Regions from separate parts of the Capra hircus genome. Here region 1 is linked to region 2. The links are chromatin contacts, called in public Hi-C maps. All regions are on one chromosome and are shown on one strand. The core of a region is the stretch at or near the end of the contact, and the rest is flanking DNA. Distances in the headings are between cores, read along the strand shown.

What was found. Hi-C and Micro-C count contacts between places; a contact is called where the count stands out from the background.
Region 1: a contact with region 2 is called in a Hi-C map of blood, with 5 times the contacts expected there. The contact joins two enhancer-like sites. A contact is called at or near these places in 4 of 5 Hi-C or Micro-C datasets (blood and liver).

What each region holds. Positions count from the first base shown.
Region 1 is chr10:57,668,336-57,673,285 of ARS1.2, reverse strand. It overlaps OAZ2 (ornithine decarboxylase antizyme 2), which reads left to right. Exons shown (of 5, transcript NM_001290120.1): 3 at 327-502; 4 at 1,243-1,328; 5 at 1,554-2,799. The coding sequence ends at 1,684. ZNF609 (zinc finger protein 609) reads right to left here. Exons shown (of 10, transcript XM_018054338.1): 10 at 4,250-4,950. Among named protein-coding and RNA genes, the nearest start is that of OAZ2, 12 kb to the left of the region's middle. Within about 2 kb of position 2,990, at least 3 of the 5 cell types and tissues checked have an H3K27ac peak or open chromatin away from gene starts, as enhancers often do.
Region 2 is chr10:57,438,242-57,443,393 of ARS1.2, reverse strand. TRIP4 (activating signal cointegrator 1) reads right to left here. Exons shown (of 13, transcript XM_005685661.3): 9 at 4,788-4,975; 10 at 1,086-1,210; 11 at 1-48. Among named protein-coding and RNA genes, the nearest start is that of TRIP4, 25 kb to the right of the region's middle. Within about 2 kb of position 3,048, at least 1 of the 5 cell types and tissues checked has an H3K27ac peak or open chromatin away from gene starts, as enhancers often do.

The DNA.
Region 1 (4,950 bases), core at 1,741-4,240, 230 kb before region 2:
GGCCCTTGGTGTCTTAGGTTTAAAGTGGGGATGCTGATGCCTACCTCAAGTGCTTGTTGTAGTGATGGAAAAATGGGAAAGTACCTTGTACAGTACTTGACAACCAGTGGGCTCTTGGTAAATATCCCCTTCCAATCATGCTGGGGTTTAGCCATCCAGTGAGTGATGGCTCCATTTAGGCAGCATGTTGCTCTGATGTTCAGTGTGGCCTGTCACATACTGCCCTGAGGTTGGCCCAGGAGGGGTCCAGCACCACCTAGGTTGGGGGGCATTTGATGTGGCCAGAAGCAGCAGTGACCTGGTCCTCTGACCTGATCTCCTCCCAGGACGAGAAGCTCACTGTGACCCAGGACCTCCCTGTGAACGATGGAAAGCCTCACATCGTCCACTTCCAGTATGAGGTCACCGAGGTGAAGGTCTCTTCCTGGGATGCAGTCCTGTCCAGCCAGAGCCTGTTTGTAGAAATTCCAGATGGATTATTAGCTGATGGGAGCAAAGAAGGGTAAGGAGCAAGTGCTGGGCAAGGGCTGGAAGCCTGCTCCAGAGAAGGGCATGTGCTTCCTGGGGGCAGCAGATGGCCAGCCTTCTCCCGTAGCTCTCAGCTGCCCAAGTATATACAATTTTTTTAAAGGTTAGTGTTAGCCAGTAAAATGGGCCTATGATAATGAAAGCAGATCATTACCACATTAACCAAATTCTTGTCCTATAATGGTGTGGTTTAAATGGCCAGAAGCTCAAAGAAGCAGTGGAATTTCATTGGATTGGGCAAGGCCCTCCAACCATCCAGTTGTGGAAGAAGCAGTCCTGAGGATGGCGTTCTCGCGAGTGGCTCCAGCCTCTTGAAGTCCTTTTAGGTGGTGGTAGGGCCCAGAGTTCCTCTCTGCAGCAGGTGGTCACCATCAGACTTGGCAACTTTGGAGGGCCCCTGAGAAACTGGGTTCTCTTCCTAGGCCCCATACTTTCTTGTAAATTGCATTAAGTTGGCTAGTATTAATTTCAGATGAAGAACCTTTATTCCTGGGAGAGAGAATTCTGTAACAGTTTTCTTAAGTGATTGTGGTTTATTTTTTTTTCTGAACTCAGGGCTCCTGAGGTCTTGAAATAGGAAGTTCTCCTTGAAGCTTCCCTATTTACAGTGCTGACTGTAAGCCTCAGAAAAGCCTTGGGAGCAGGGGGTATAGAGGGATGGGGTGAAGTCCACAGGTGGCAGTGGGCTTGAGTGGTTTTCTTTGCTTCTTGCAGATTGTTAGCACTGCTAGAGTTTGCGGAAGAGAAGATGAAAGTGAACTACGTCTTCATCTGCTTCAGGAAGGGCCGGGAAGACAGAGGTGAGGGGCTGAGCAGCTTGAGACCAGGCTGGGGAGGGAAAAGGGGGCCTCCTAGTGAGGTGGGGCTCCTGAGTTTGACATATAAACCCTAGGAAATCATGGGATTGGTTGTGTCCAAATTTAGAAAAGGCCAGTGCATTTATTCCATCTTTGTTTTGGGTTTTCCCTTGATTTAGCCTAATTTTGTTTCTTATCAGAATCTTTTTTTTACACTTTTTTCTGCAGCTCCACTTTTGAAGACCTTCAGCTTCTTGGGCTTTGAGATTGTGCGTCCAGGCCATCCCTGTGTCCCCTCTCGACCAGATGTGATGTTCATGGTTTACCCCCTGGACCAGAACTTGTCCGATGAGGACTAATGGTCAAAGAGGATGCTTTGCCCAGGAGCCACAGTGGGGGAAGCGGGGAAGTTAGGCAGCCCTGAGACAGAAGAGGGAGCTTCTTGCTGTCCAGGGAAGGACGCTGAGGGGCTCAGGGTGAGGGTTGCCTATTGTGTTCTCGGAGTTGACTCGTTGAAATTGTTTTCCATAAAGAACAGTATAAACATATTATTCACATGTAATCACCAATAGTAAATGAAGATGTTTATGAACTGGCATTAGAAGCTTTTTAAACTGCGCTGTGTGATGTGCTCTATCTAGCCTAGGGGAGGCCACTGCCTAGAGGGGAGGGACTGCCTGCATCCAGGGGCCAGGCCTGGAGGGCTGGGGACAGCACTGTTGGGCTCAGGTTACCCTGCGGTTGGGCTTTCTTTTTTGGTTTCTAAGACTTGTGTATTTTCTTTCCTTGCTTCCCTGCCACCCAGGGGACTCTGGAGTATAGGCTTTCAGCCCCCTGGGCAGTGTCCTCCTATTGTTTTTTGACACTCCACCTGGGCTTCTCTCTGTGCTTTTGTGTCTGACCTGGAGAAAGCAGGTCTGACCCCTCCTTTACAGCTTAGTGTTATTCTGGCATTTGGTTAAGCTGGCTTAATCTGTTTATCAGCGCATTCAAAATAGGGGCATTGAAGTTACTCCTACCACCAGGGCTTTAGTTTGGGGGTGCTTGGATCTTAAAAAACACTAGCCAAACTCCAATTCTCAGATTATGGCCAGGAGTTCTTGCTCTGGGCTGCAGGCCTAGGCCCCAGGGTGTCTCCTTCCTAGGGTCACGAACAGCAGAGAGGAAGAGGAATAGTGACTCAGGGCCTGGGGGTTGTGGGGGAATTTGCTGTTAGGGACTGGATGCCTCTGCCTGGCTGAGTCTAGCGCTAACTGCCCCCTCTCCCTAACAGGCTCTGAGTAGTGCCTGAGACCCTGTTCTGCGGGCTCTCGTGTGGGACTGAGGGTGTAGAAGTGGCCTGCCCTTTTGTTTTCACTGAACAGCTTGTTCTAAGGGGGAAGGAAAGGGGAGAGATCTAGATTGGGTGAGGGGGGCGGGGGTGTCAGGGAGGCAAGTGTGTTGTGTTAGTGTGTCAATAAACTGATTTAAAGTTGTGGTTGGTCTGTCCTTTACTCTTCAACCAGGGCCGGCTTCCTTCTACTGTTGTCTTTTGAGTCTAGAGCCCAGCAGGGGTGTGATACACGCTTCTCAGGAAAAAAGCCGCCTTGCATCAGGACAAACGGCTGAGGTCTCTGGGGCCACATTACCACGCGAAGCAAGGGGTTGCTAGGAGTCTGGGACAGAATGCTGGAGCCCCCTAGAGACAGGTATGTACACAGAGCTTCATCCAGAATAGAGGCTAGACATACCAGGACCCAGCTTCTTTTTTGTCTAGGCCAGGTCCTGAAACTGGGTTCTGGCTTTCACACAGAGCTGCCTGACATTCCTGTTCCTGGGGGTGTCTGAAGGAAGTGGAACTCACCTTTCCTAGGAAGACAGTGTTTTCCTTTTGGAGCCCAGGGCCCTAAGGCACAGCTGCCCGTCCCCTGTACCACCAGCCTGATGAATCACCTCTCAGTGGCACTGGAGAGGGACAGAATCCTCTTCACCTGTGTGGTCTTAAGTTTCTCAAGGGTTTACTAGTGTTTTTTTTTTTTTTGCCTTTGCTTCTGTTTTCCCAAAGGAAGTACTGGGCATGTTCTTCTACCTCCTACGATGCTAGAACTATTTACTTACTGTTGAACTGTGGCTGTCCTTATTTTCTTTCTGAGTCTTTGGTGCATTATCACATTGTTTGTGGAGCTACTGGACCAAGTCATTAAGCTTGGACCCTATATAACATTTATGAAAAGAAGTGAGTTCAACACCTCCATCCTACGTGGTATTAGTAGAGAAAGTCTGGGCCTAGGGATTTCCCTGGTGGTTCAGTGGTTAGGAATCTGCACTCCCACTGCCAGGGAGCATGGGTTCAATCTGTGGTCAGGGATCTGATCCCACATGCTGTGCAGTGCAGCCAAAAAAAGTCTTGGCCTAGAGATGAATTCAACTGAAATGTGAAGGACTTTGAAAATGTCTTCCACTGAACAGAATCTGAAAAATGACTTTACAAGTCATTTGTAAAGTCATTACAAGTGAGATATTTACAGTGCGAATCCATGTGATGGCTGATAACGGCCAAGTTAATGTAGGCAGTTTAGGATTCAGATTGAATCCTAAATTGAAACCCGAGGAATCTACAAGACAGAGATAAAGAACCAGGAAAAACAGTTTTCTGTTTGCAAAGCTAGCAGAGTGGACAGGAAACACACCTGGGACTTTGCTGCCATCTGCTGGTAGATCCTCTTTAACACAACCAGAGTTAGGCTGAATTGGAAACCTGGGCACTCAGCTCAGGTTTATTTCTCTTTCAAAAATGATAAAATGTTTGCTAGATGAGACCACTGGCAGGACAGAAATATGGTATCCAAATTCTGCACTCCAATTAAAACAACTTAGAAGGTGAAATATCTTGGGAGTGGGAGGGTGGAGTTGGAAGGGGAGATATGTGAAAGGCAAACTAAGTCTAAATTTAAGAACAGGGACATTAAAAACTTTATTCAATAAATACAACAAATAATTTAAAAATATACTTCAGTTCCAAAGCCAATTAAGAAAAGGAAGGAGAGAGAAAGGGAAAAAAGGGGAGGAGGAAATTAGAGGGAAGGGAGAAAGTTCAAGAGGTGGAACAATGGTTTGGTTGGGCTGCCTTTCTGAACATACTGCCCTTTGAAATTCTGATCAAATGCTCTTGACCCATAAGCCCGTAGCCCTTGTTCTGATGCGGTTAGCCAAAGGAGTCCACCGGCCAGGCATGATGCTCTGGGCTCTAGTCCGACCAACTCTGGCGACTAGCATCTAGGGGAGTGTTCAGTTTCCCACTCAGTCCTAAAAATCGTCTAACTCCCAGGCAGGTTTAAGTAGTGCAAACTTAGAGAGCTCCCAGCTGCATAGTTTCACAGCAAGTGTGAAAGCCACTCACTGGTGAGTGTCCAAAGCCACTTTGGTGAATGGGATCAATGAGGGCGGGGTGGCTGGCACGGGGCGACAGGAGAGGCCAGGGCCCAGGATAAAGCTCCTGGGAAAGCCTGCGGCCAGGCCAGGGAAGGGCTGCAGGGCATGTAGTCTGGACACTGGACTCAACAGCATGCCATCAGCCAGGGAAGGTGGAGCCGAGGATGCGTATGGAGCAGGACCGCAAGGTCAGGGAGCTAAGGGAGGGTGGGAG
Region 2 (5,152 bases), core at 1,799-4,298:
CACAGCCCAGAAGACAGCCTGATGGATAGTCGTTGGGAAATTCCACATCTAAATTGAGAGTAACAGAAGGATTATATACATTTCCTTCTTTGTGACCCTGGAACTCACAAATCTGTTTTCAATTCTGAATAAATTATTTTCTCATCTGTTTATAGACATAAGGAAAACTATCAAGCTTGTTACCTAGCATAATTGTTTGAATTTTAACAAAAAAGTTGGTTAACTGGCTTAGTCCACTATCCACATCCTAAGCTATAGGAAAATAAGCCTCACACCACTGAAGTTCAGGGACCCCACAACTTCACTTCAAACACATCAATTCCACTATACTCAGCTGGATCAGACTAGAGTTTGGTAGTGCTGGGTTCCAGAAATTTGAGGTTTCAAGAGAGCAACTATAAAAAAGTAGTAAAAAAACATAAGAATGTCAGAATACAGATTTTAAAGAACCCAATCATATCAGTCAAAACAAAAAGTTATTTTTAAGGAAACATGCACTTCTGATTCCTAAAGCTTGATTTCTTAACTTTTAAAGGCGGTTCTGTAATTATTCTCATTTTACCTTCAAAACTACTATATGCATTGAATCAGGGAAGGAAACCAAGACAACCAATGGTCAGAAATTTATATTCTATTTTTTAGGATATAAATTGAGAGTGCTTGCAGTGATTCTCATAACTCACTGCTGAAGTCAACTAACTTTGTTCTGTCCAAATCTGATTGCAGATGTCTATTTGAGTCACTCTCAATGAAAAAAGGTCTTATTTGTGGTTGTTCTTCCCAATCTAAAGATCTCAGAATTTATAGTAGTTATTTTACTCTCATAATAACAAAAAATATAGAAAATTAAGACTAGTTGGTTGATTCCTGACGCTGGGAACTGAGATTTTTCTTTGTCTTGTTTGGGGACTTAATGCTTTGAATAGCTGTCCATGATTTGCCACACACACACGTAGTTTAAAGTCCCCTTCAGCCAAAAAAAAAACCCCCAAAAAGCCACAGGAAGAAGGAAGTGAAAGAGGATGAACGTCAGTGACTTCTCTCCACAAAGTAAGACTGAAATTAGAAGAGTATGTGGCTGTTACCTTTCCCACGGAGGAGGAGATAAGTAGTCTGGAGTTCTGAGACTTCTTGAGGAGAGGGTCTTTTTGCTGTGGCTGCTATCCAAAGTCTTCCTCTGTGAGGGGTGTACCAACTTCTGCCCTCCACCCTTAAACAAATACAAATTTAGCGGGAAGAATCTAAATGCTAGTGTCTACTAAAAAAATGTAGTGATGCTTTGACTTCTAGTATGTGGAGGACTGGTACATGGACATTTCTGCCTAAAAAAACTATTGCCATGACCTAGCTAATAACTGTAGAGTCCTCCTCCCATAGAGGATCTCACAGGTTCGAGCTAAGTCGTTCAGGCATGTCCGACTCTGCAACCCTATGGGCTGCAGCCCACCAGGGTCCTCTGTCCATGGTTTCTCCAGACAAAAATACTGGAGTAGGTTGCTATTTCATTCTCCAGGAGGATCTCATTAACATACAGCAAATTATCCAGGTGAGCCAAGAGATTTACAGATGATGTATCTCACCACAAGGGGTATTTCTGATAAAAAAAAAAAATTTCTCCTGTAATACCTTTCACTTGAATATGAACCCTGTTCCCTAGTTTTCCCTTTCATTAGAACAAATCATCTCTCTCAGATCCTATTTTTTACCTATCTCTGTAACTCAGAAATGAAGCTTTCACCAGCCTTTGGACCTCCACAATCCAAATCTTCCGTTTTCAAAGCATCCGAGATGTATCACAAAAATTAAAATCCCTGCCTTTGAGTCATAAAAGATTTGTTCATTGTTCTCTAACCTGCCAGAAAAATCCCCACCCACACATAACTCCTGAAGAATAGTACTTTCACAGTTACTATTTAAGAGTTTAACTAGATAAAAATGCTATCATCTTTAAATTGCGAAGACATTCATTTATATTTTCCAAGTATTTTATAAGGGTTATATTCTTTGTAGATAATTAAACAACCTGTTAACTAATTTGAAAGAACCTTTAAGTGGAGTAACAAAATGCAATCAAGAGAATGTTACAGCTATCTACTTTCTAAGGATTACAAAAGATGTGTCTCCTTTAGTTTCTACAATACAAAATAAAGTAGCCGGATAACATAACCCTATTATATGTGCCTTATAATGGGAAACAGAAATTCTCTTATCCTTAGTTTTCTAACAGAGATGAATTGGAAGAGTACCAGGCTCGTGGTAGATACCCAATAAGTGGAGAATGTATCAATATATTCCTTCCCTCTACTCCAAATGATCCCAAGGGATACTGGGAAAATAGTCTCACAAATGTGGCAGAACCACCCACTTTGTTTCTGTGGGATTAGTGACTGTGGGTTGGATGCTGTTCATCCTGTTCTTTTAAGTGAGAAAATATGGATAACACAGATCCAAAATAAGATGAGAGCAATATAAACATTCTGATTCCCTCAGCAAAAAGCAAGCTGTTTCGTATTCTACTTTGGGAAAGAAAGACACCTCAACTGCAGAGAACGGAATAAGAGCAGACATCTGAGGGCCCAGGGACCCTGGAGCAGCAGATTCACATGCACTTGTAATGCCACTTTGTACATGGATTACGGAACATTTAGGAGGCAAAGCAGCAAAGGCGGACTTTCAAGAAGGGAGAAAAATGGTAATGCACCTTCACAGAAGGTAAATCACAGCTAACAACATTAAAGTTGAAATGACTGCTCCTAAGTTCTGATAATAATTTTCTTTCAAGAAAGCAGAAAAATGACTGAAGCTTACAAAGTAAGAGTTGAAACAGCACTTTGAAAACCAGAACTCTAGATCCACATCTGGCACTAACTAGGCTTTGCAACTCAGAGCAACCTATTGGGTTGGTCAAAATGTTTGTTTGGGTTTTTTGTTTTGTTATTTTTGGCTGCACTGGATCTTTGCTGCAGTGCGCAGGCTCTACATGGCAGCATGTGGGCTTATCTCTAGTTGCAGTGTGCAGGCTTCTCTTGTTTTGCAGCACAGGCTCTAGAGTGCCCAGGCTTCTTCAGTCGTGGCTCATGGGCTTTCTACTTGCAGTGCACAGGCTTAGCTGCCTCACAGCATGTGGGATCTTGACCAGTGATGGAACCCCCATCCCTTGCATTGCAAGGTGGACTCTTAACCACTAGACCACCACGGAAGTCCTCATTCGGGTTTTTCATAACATGTTATGGAAAAATCCAAACACATTTTTTGGTCAATCCAATCAACACTTTGCCTGCTTAAGTGTTTAATAAGACTGTAATAATACTGGACTTAGCTACTTCAATACGGCTACTGTTTTGAAAAGTATAAAACTGTATTTAAATATAAGGCATTATTATTGGGATAAGTTAGAACACTGGCAGGGATATAAAATTCTAACAGATAAAACAAGAAGGAAAAAATAGGTATTTATATCCTCACACTCACTGCAGTATTATTTATAATAGCCAAGACGTGCAGACAATGTAAATGTTCATCAATGGATGGATGAAGATTATTCAGCCATAAAAGAAAACGAAGTCTTGCACTTGCCACTATCTGGACCAACCCTGAAGAATTATGGTAGAAAGATAAATATTTTATGATCTTACTTTACACGTAGACTCTGAAAAAAGCAAACTCATAAATACAGTGATAAACTGAGTGAAGGCAGTCACAATGTACAAACTTTTAATTATAAGATAAATCCTGGGGATATAATGTGCAGCACAGTGATTATAGTTAATAATATTATACTGCATATTTGAAAGTTGCTAAGAGAGTAGGTCTTAAAAGTTCTCATCACAAGAAACAAAAAAATTTGTAACTATGCAAGGTGATGGATTTAAGACAAATATATCATGGTGATCATTTTGCAAAATATACATATATATGTAATCATTATGTTGTACACCCTGACGATGTTTTATGTCCATTATATCTCAATAAAACTGGGACAACAAGGGAGAATGAACATATAATAGTAAGTGAATGAAGAAAACCATAAACATATATATATATATTATGACCTCACTATATAACAATTTGTGAAGGATAAAGAATTTAAACAAACACTCCAAAATTATAACAATAGCTGTTTCTAGGCAGTAGAATTCTTTCTTTCTCTAGCTCATTTTCTGTATTTATCAATTTTCTGTTTACATTTACAAAAGCAAAGGGAACAGTTGAACTCAGAGGAAATATATGAAACCATGGAAGAGTAAGCTATCACCATTACTCACATGTACGACTTTATACGACCTCTACTTATCCTCACTACTCCTCCCCACTTTTTGTAGAAAAGGAATTTGTGGTAAAACAGCTTCTCAATATGGTTATTCACATTAAAAAATAGATGCACAGATAGAAAAACAAAGTCATAATTAGGCTAGTGACTTTTAAGAATTAGTAAACAGGCATAAGAACTCTGAATTTCCAATAGGATCAAACCATTAAGGTTGCTGAGTGCTATATTACAAAGGCAGACGCAAGGGAAGTTTTCTCAATAAGCTTCATTCCAAAGAAGAAAAAACGTACATTCTGTTCTTTGTTATGACTAGGATCTGTGATCTTTCTAAACTCAGTTTTTTTAAGCTATTCAGTGAAAAAAAAAGTCCATAACATGCATGAATACACTGCTTAAAGTTCTATGTGCTGAAGGGTATCATAAATCATTGCTAGGCTGGCAAGAAGAATCCCAATCCATAAAGCGAAATCAAATTTACGTAAAATCTTTCACTGTCAAAATTCACTTCTGTCCTTACCTTTTAATCCCTCGGACAAGCAGAGAAGCCCAAGGCTGATGCATAGAGAGGCACCAGCCGCCATCAAAGCCTTCCTGAAATTCTTGGTCCTGGATTCGAAACTGATGCCGACATGAGCTGAACTCTAGTCCTGATCCTGCTGGATGGAAAGCCTTCTTCTGTGAGGCCGCACCCGTCTGGTCTATCCACTATGCAAGAAAGAAATCAAACACATAATTTTGTCTGACAAGGGAAAAATCTGGAATAGGCCTACAAAATGAGATGAATTCTATTAATATGGAATCAAGCTGGGAACATTCTCTTAGAAAAATGTACCCCCACCTTTGTCTGAAACAAAGTCAAAAAAAGTGGAGAAGGTATAAATT